2 separate regions of the Drosophila melanogaster genome follow, and region 1 is linked to region 2. Evidence: chromatin contacts called from public HiChIP or PLAC-seq data. All regions are on one chromosome and are shown on one strand. The core of a region is the stretch at or near the end of the contact, and the rest is flanking DNA. Distances in the headings are between cores, read along the strand shown. Region 1 holds the start of CG9988. Region 2 holds the start of Moca-cyp (Moca-cyp,).

Evidence for each region. HiChIP or PLAC-seq counts read pairs in DNA pulled down with a chosen protein or histone mark.
Region 1: a CP190 HiChIP or PLAC-seq map of the Kc167 cell line shows a contact between it and region 2, with 4 times the contacts expected there. The contact joins the promoter of CG9988 here to the promoter of Moca-cyp in region 2. A contact is called at or near these places in 3 of 107 Hi-C or Micro-C datasets (the Kc167 cell line and wing imaginal disc) and 2 of 6 datasets of contacts at active chromatin or transcription factors (both in the Kc167 cell line).

The regions. Positions count from the first base shown.
Region 1 is chr3R:28,635,114-28,638,581 of dm6, forward strand. CG9988 reads left to right here and starts at 1,298. Exons shown (of 3, transcript NM_143368.3): 1 at 1,298-1,767; 2 at 1,828-2,122; 3 at 2,178-3,468. The coding sequence starts at 1,310. The coding sequence ends at 3,431.
Region 2 is chr3R:28,338,701-28,342,295 of dm6, forward strand. Moca-cyp (Moca-cyp,) reads left to right here and starts at 1,634. Exons shown (of 8, transcript NM_170367.3): 1 at 1,634-2,038; 2 at 2,672-2,759; 3 at 3,485-3,514; 4 at 3,580-3,595. The coding sequence starts at 1,735. Gfat2 (Glutamine:fructose-6-phosphate aminotransferase 2) reads right to left here and starts at 1,065. Exons shown (of 2, transcript NM_143360.4): 1 at 1-1,065. The coding sequence starts at 846. It also overlaps asRNA:CR46105.

The sequences.
Region 1 (3,468 bases), core at 48-2,547, 300 kb after region 2:
TCCCCCAAATGCGCAACTGAATGCCCTAAAAAATCCAGATATTCTCCCGAGCTCAAAATCGCGTTCGCAGAGTATTCACACTACTGCGAGCTATCGATAACCGTTTGCACTGGGCCACTAAGCAAGATGTCACACTTCTTTATTTAGGTTTAAAATGTGTTTCAATATTCTAATTAAATGCAAAGAAAAAGAATAAATATCCCGGGGTGCGATCATTTTATAAATAGTCTCCTGTGTAAGCAGTGCTCTATGGTTGGTGTCGAACTCCGCTAGGCGAAGGGCAACTCGGCTAAGGTGGTTTCATTCGCTGTTTGAAAAAGTTAAGCTAAGTTATTTTGAATCTTATAAATTATAAATTATCTTATCTTAAATTATCTTATAAACAACGACTTTTTTTTCGTATTTGGACATTAATGTTGACAAATTGTAGATTTGTATTAAATGTAGTTCGTAATATTCAGTTTTTTTGTATGTATCTACATTTAAACAGAATTTCCCCAATGTTTCCCGTTTTAGCAATGACACACTCCATATTTTATTTGACTAACCAGGTGTAGGGCTTAAATTCTAGCAGTGATTGTAAAAATTTGTACAGAAGCATATCGCTTAAATCACAGAGTTCTTTGAAAGCGTAGTAAAGATAGTGTAAAATATAAAATATATTCGCTTGTAGTTGACCGAATGTCGTATGGTGATGGTGTCGCCATCTAGGAGTTATTTTTTTTGTTTAAGATGTGGGGGCCCGAATCTTATCATAGATTCCCGTCAGCTTTATCTGCCGATCCACACTCGATCAGCTTGGTGTTACCGTCTGTTGTATGGCGTCACATCCAGGCGACATAGAAGTGCATAGGATGCACAGCAGCAGCCGCCGTCTTAGGAATAACGGAGTAATGATATACTAGATTCGTTGAAAACTAAGTAACACTACATAATCCGACTATATAATCTTTTATAATTTCTATCGGCTTGATAAAAAAAAACTTTTCATAATTTCCATCGGTTTGATAAAAAAAACTTCTTGCCACTCTAACACCAAAAACCTCCCATTTTTCTCATTATATGTAGTCTCCAATATCTATCGATATGCCAGAAAAATAATGAAATGTAGCGTTCTTACTTTCACTGGCAGCATTCACCAATTAATAAATTAACGTTTCCGTACCTTAAAAGTTGTTTTAAAAAATTGAAACATATTTAATTTCCTTAACGGTATAGCGATAAGAGAATATAACGGCTCTCTTAATGGCAAGACATTCCGGATGGTCTGAACAGTTTGTGTGTAGCTATCGTTGGCTGCTAAACAGTCATGATAACCCTATTAAAACCAATTCATAAATGGCTCTGCTTCTGCCTAATTGCAATAATCGTAATTCTCGGCATCAAAACCCAAAATGCAAATACTAAGCCCAGAGTTTCAGAAGTCACAGGATCGGATGACACAAATTCCGACATTCCTCCTGCTGAAGAAGATCGAAATGTACAGGATGTAGTCCGGCCCGCATATTTTGTGGAGTCCGCCAAGTGCAAGATCCCGTATGTTGATCCCTTCGCCTCAGATGCAATGGCCATTTTCCACCCCGAGCATTTTGAGACCTGCTCAAACGAAACCGCCCTGGTTACTCCGATCTATGACATCAGTCGGCAGCGATATGTACTCTTCATCAATGAGTCGTTAGCCTCCATTATTCTCAACTCCAATGGGGGGGAGTACAATTGCTATTATCAGGAGATAACGCGGGACCGTAAGCACGACAGTTATGATAAGTAATATCTTGCTTGATTTGTTGCTTAGAACCAACTCCCTATTAATTTCATACTTTTCAGGATGGAGCGAAAATACTTCTCTCAGAACTACGAGGTGCCGCTCCATGTTGAGGGCCTGATCTTGACCTGCCATCGTCTTGGCAACGAGTCGGATATTTTGCAGAGCGATGCGTATAACCTCATTCAATACAGGCCACCACCCAAAGGACTCTCGCTGAAACCGTCCAAGAGGAAGCCAAGTGTCCTTATGTTCGGCATAGACAGCCTTTCGCGGATCAATTTGCGTAGAACTATGCCGAAGGTCTATAAGTTCCTAACGAGGGACGGGTGGTTCGAGCAGCAAGGATACAATAAGGTGGGTAAAGAAAGCGGGATTTATAAACGAGGACTAAATATTTTATCATGTGCAGATAGGCGACAACACCTTCCCCAATCTGTTGGCCATTTTGACAGGCTACAATCCAGAGTCGGCCATTAAGAAGGTGTGCAACTGGCACGAGGATGGGTGCCTAGATAGGACCCCTTTTATATGGCACTACTTCCGGAATGCCAGCTATCTCACAGCCTATGCTGAGGATGAGGCAGGCATTAATACATTCAACTATTGGAAACCGGGTTTCCTGGAGCAGCCCACCGACTTCTACTTAAGGCCCTTGCAGAAGGCCATTGAATCGGGCCTGAACACCTGGAAATGCAGTGACTGCTCGATGAAGTACTGTATCGGCCGGCGGATCACGAGCAGTTATGCCTACGACATGGCCAGAAATTTTGCCAACCGTTTCGTGGATGAGCGACCCATTTGGGGTCTGTTCTGGTCAAACAGTTTCAGCCACGACAGCTTCCAAATGCCCTCGAAAATGGAGGACTATGTGCTTCAGTACCTGCTGGACTTCGAGGCCGATGGTGTGTTCGATCAGAGTATTATGGTGTTCCTCTCGGATCATGGCTCACGCTATGGCAGACTCATGTCCCTGCCGAGTGGATTCCTGGAAGAGCGTCTTCCCTCGATGTTTATCTATTTGCCGCCTTGGTTCCGGGCTCAGTATCCGGAATACGCCAGGGCCCTTGAGCTGAATCGGAATCGGCTTACATCCAACTACGATCTGCACAACACCCTGAAACACATCATCGAACTGGGCGGCACTCCAGATGGTCAAACATTGCCCAAAGCGGCCGACTGTCCCAAGTGCCAATCCCTTTTTTATCCCGTCGATGAGACAAGGTCGTGTGAGGATGCCGGAATACCGGAGCACTTCTGCACCTGTGTGCCTTACAAAAGACTGGATACGCAATGGGCAAAGAGCATTGCCCCCAAGGTGATCGGTCGAATCAACGAGTATCTGGCCGGCAGGAATCTGAGTAAGATTTGTTCTGAACTCACGCTCAGCTATATTCACCTGACAGAAATGAAAGTCGAGCTAGACCAGAACTTCCACGACGATGTGCCTCGTGCGGAGTTAGGCACCTATCGCACCATGTTCAAGGTGAAGCAGAACTCCGCCGACTTCCGGGCCACCGTTATCTTCAATAATGTTACAGATTCCGTGGAGGTGGAGGTGCCTACTATTAGTCGGCTCGACAGCTATGAAAATGTTTCAACATGTGTAAAAGATAAAACCGACAAGATGTATTGTATTTGCAAGTGTGATATCAAAGATGATTAGAATGTTGTACAGATATTTAAATATTTTATTGTTTTTA
Region 2 (3,595 bases), core at 384-2,883:
CACGTCGTCATCTTCCAGGTAAATCACCCGATTCGTGTGCTCTATAACAGCCGATGCGTCCGAGGCGAAGAAGTACTCCACTTCCTTGCGCTCCAGCGGTTGAAACTCGGCGTTGCAATCGCCGGGCGGCAATAGTTGATAGGCCTGCTGCTGCGGCTGACCATGTGGCCGATGGGCCTTGGCGTACAGGATGGGTATGTGATCGGTGGCCAGCTTGGTCTTGGCCTTGATGCCCACCAGAAGCGGTGAGCCTCGCCTGGAGGCCACGCACTCGCCCGGGAAGTGCTTCGACTTGAAGGCGATGGCGAAGGCGCCCTCCAGCTGCTGAATGGCCTGCTCCACGAGCTCGCCGAAAGTGTAGCCAGGATGCTGCTGCCACAGGTGGTGTACCAGCTTGGCAATCACCTCCGTGTCCGTGTCGGACTCAAATACATATCCGCGCTTCTCCAGCAGCGTCTTCACATCCTTGTAGTTGGTTATAATGCCATTGTGCACCACCACAAAGCTATTATCCTCATCGGATCGCTGCGGATGCGAGTTGACCTCGGAGGGCACACCGTGGGTGGCCCAGCGCGTGTGTGCTATGCCTATGTGGGTGTCGATGGGCAGCGAGTAGTCCTGGCCGCGACACACCTCCGCCACCGCATCCTCCAGCACCTTCACCTTCCCGGTGCGCTTCACCAGCATTATGGACTGTGCCTCGCCAGAGTTCAGCGCATCGATGGCTATGCCCGTGGAGTCGTAGCCGCGGTACTCCAGCCGCTTCAGTCCCTGCAACAGGAGATCCAGGACCTCCTGTCGCGACTTGGGCGTCAAGTAGTTTAGGTACGCGAATATGCCACACATTCTGAAATGCGATTGCTTTTGCTGAAATTTGCTGGTGATTCGTGGTTTTCCACGTCGCAATGTTAACTTTCCGGTCAGCTGAGGCTGATCTTACACTTCTGAGGCGGCTGCAATGCGATTGTCGTGTTTTTATCGCGACACTGGCTGGAATTTTTTTTGTTTTTCTCTGATAAACCAACCCAATTATTTGCTTTTTCGGCGAAAAGAACACGTCTTCGCCCTGCTCTCCCGCTCGCACGCACACACGCGCCGCTCTTGCGCTCTCGCTCACGCACACAGCTACAGCCACACGCGAGCTGCCATGTAAACATTGGCTTTGTGTGACCGTATTGCAGCCAGGGATGGAACGGTAATTTAATAAATTATTTTTTTACTATGTATTGAATAATATAATAAACTTTTAAAGCTATATACAAAGATGTTAACTGTGTAAATTGTCTGAAAAAGCTTAATATAATATGACCATAAAGGCCAGATCTCATTTCATAGTTGGTTTAAACGACATTCTGTTTTTCCCAAAAATATGAGCATTGAAGATAATATTTTCAACCCATGTTCTAAAGGTTTTGGAAGTTATACCAAAAAGCATAAAATGATTATTGGTTGCTGAGAGTAATCAATGGTGTATTTTGACTATATATAGCTCAAAGTTTACCGTTTATTTGAGCGTACATATGTATGTATTAACAAATTTAAGAAAATATATATATTAAAATTAATATATCGATACCCGAAAATATGCTAAGCATATTGCACATCGATATTTCTAACTGTATGTTTTTGACATCCCTAGTTCTGAGTAGAGCTGGCAACGCCGACATTGTGCAACTCGAAAACGGCGTGAAATACGTATTAAACAGCATTTATTGGCAGAAATCGGCGCATATAATGACGGTAAACAAACGCGACGCGGGTGCCACGCGACCGCGGTGCTTCTTTGACATTTCCCTGGGCGGCCTGGGCATGGGCCGCATTGTCTTCGAGCTCTTCAACGATGTGGCGCCCAAAACGGCCGAAAATTTCCGCGCACTCTGCACGGGCGAAAAGGGATTTGGCCTAATCACCGGCAAGAAGCTGCAGTACAAGGGTGTGATATTCCACCGGGTGGTCAAGGACTTCATGGTCCAGGCGGGCGACTTCTCTGCGGGCAACGGCACCGGCGGCGAGTCCATCTACGGCGGGACGTTCGAGGGTGAGTTCTTCCGGCTTCCGATTCGATGCCTGCATGCATACATACACGCTTGTGTGTGTGTGCTGCTGTTTGTGTGGGAAAAAATCAATACAGTGGTTATCTGATAAGAAGAACAGAAAACGAAAGGGAATATACAGGGTACTTAAAGTGCAATTAATAAAGAGTCAGTAGGGGGAGAAATGTAATAAAAACACTGTAAATACAGACACCCACATTTGGAGATTTAAAAACTTCCAGCCAATTACATCTAAACTGCACTACAATAATCTACTTAAGTTTAATCTTTGTCGAAAAAAATTAAAACGCTTTTGATATGCCAGCCAAAGTGTACAAATGCCCCATTTAAATGTCAAAAATAAATGTTTACTCAAGCGACTCAATTTAAATTTACATTTTGGCAAATATTTCCATTAGAAAGATAAGGGAATGGTGCACATCATACATCTACATATTGCTAATTATACGTTTGGGTGGAAAATGGGACAAATATGCAAATAGAAGCGGCTTTGGGAAATCCAATTACATGCGCATTAAAAAGTTATCTAGAAGATAACTTGAGTTGCTCATCTCTCTTGGGCTTTAAAGTAACATTTAAAGTGAATTTGGTTTAAACAATCCGATTCCTCTTTCCAGATGAGAGCTTCGAAAAGAAGCACGATCGTCCCTTCCTGCTGTCGATGGCCAACCGGGGCAAGAACACAAATGGCTCGCAGTTCTTTATGTAAGTGCTCTCGACGGAGGACCGTAACCGGCTGGTCCGGACTAACGTGGCCGTAAATTTAGTTTCAGTTCTGTTTCAGGCACCGATATTACAGCTAAACTCTCTTCGTCTTCTTTTTGATCTATACTTAAACCACTGTTGTTGTTCATTAATCTATTGCCATTTAGCCTTAGCCCGTGGGCGTTAAAGTGTGAGCTAGCGTCCCACTGACCAGCGGACAGATGCATCGCAATCTGTCCTCCATCGGCCGATGCACCGCCATCCCAGCATCCCTAGTGCATTTGGTCTGTGGGTCCAAAAACCAAGCGAAAGACGATGCAGGTCTTTCAGCTCCATGGTCTTTGGTCCCTGGGCCTGGGTCTCAGTGTGTGTCTCAATCTCTCTCTCTCTCGCTGTCGGCTCCTTGTGGATCTTTGCGGGAATCTTGGGCTGGATCCTCACGATGGATCTGCCAGATGACAATGTGCTGGCCATGGCCAGCGGCAGCGGCTCTTGCGGTTGGTGGCTTGCCAAAATCCTGTGTGCCACCTCTGCCTACACACCTAGAAACCTTTAAACTTTGTTGCACATGACATTGTCTCCGCCACAACCGACAACAATAACAACAACAACAACTGAAACAACAACAACAACACCGATTTCAACTACAACTGCCTACTGCAGCCCAACAACCAGTTAGCCAAAGTGTAAAGAATATTTTTCTCTTCTTCTGTTTCTCATTGTAGTACAACACAGCCTGCGCCACATTTGGACAAGTAAGTTAGCTTTGAACACGTTAAGTAGATCAACAGATTAATAGCGTCATATTTTCTCGTTGCAGTATCCATGTTGTATTC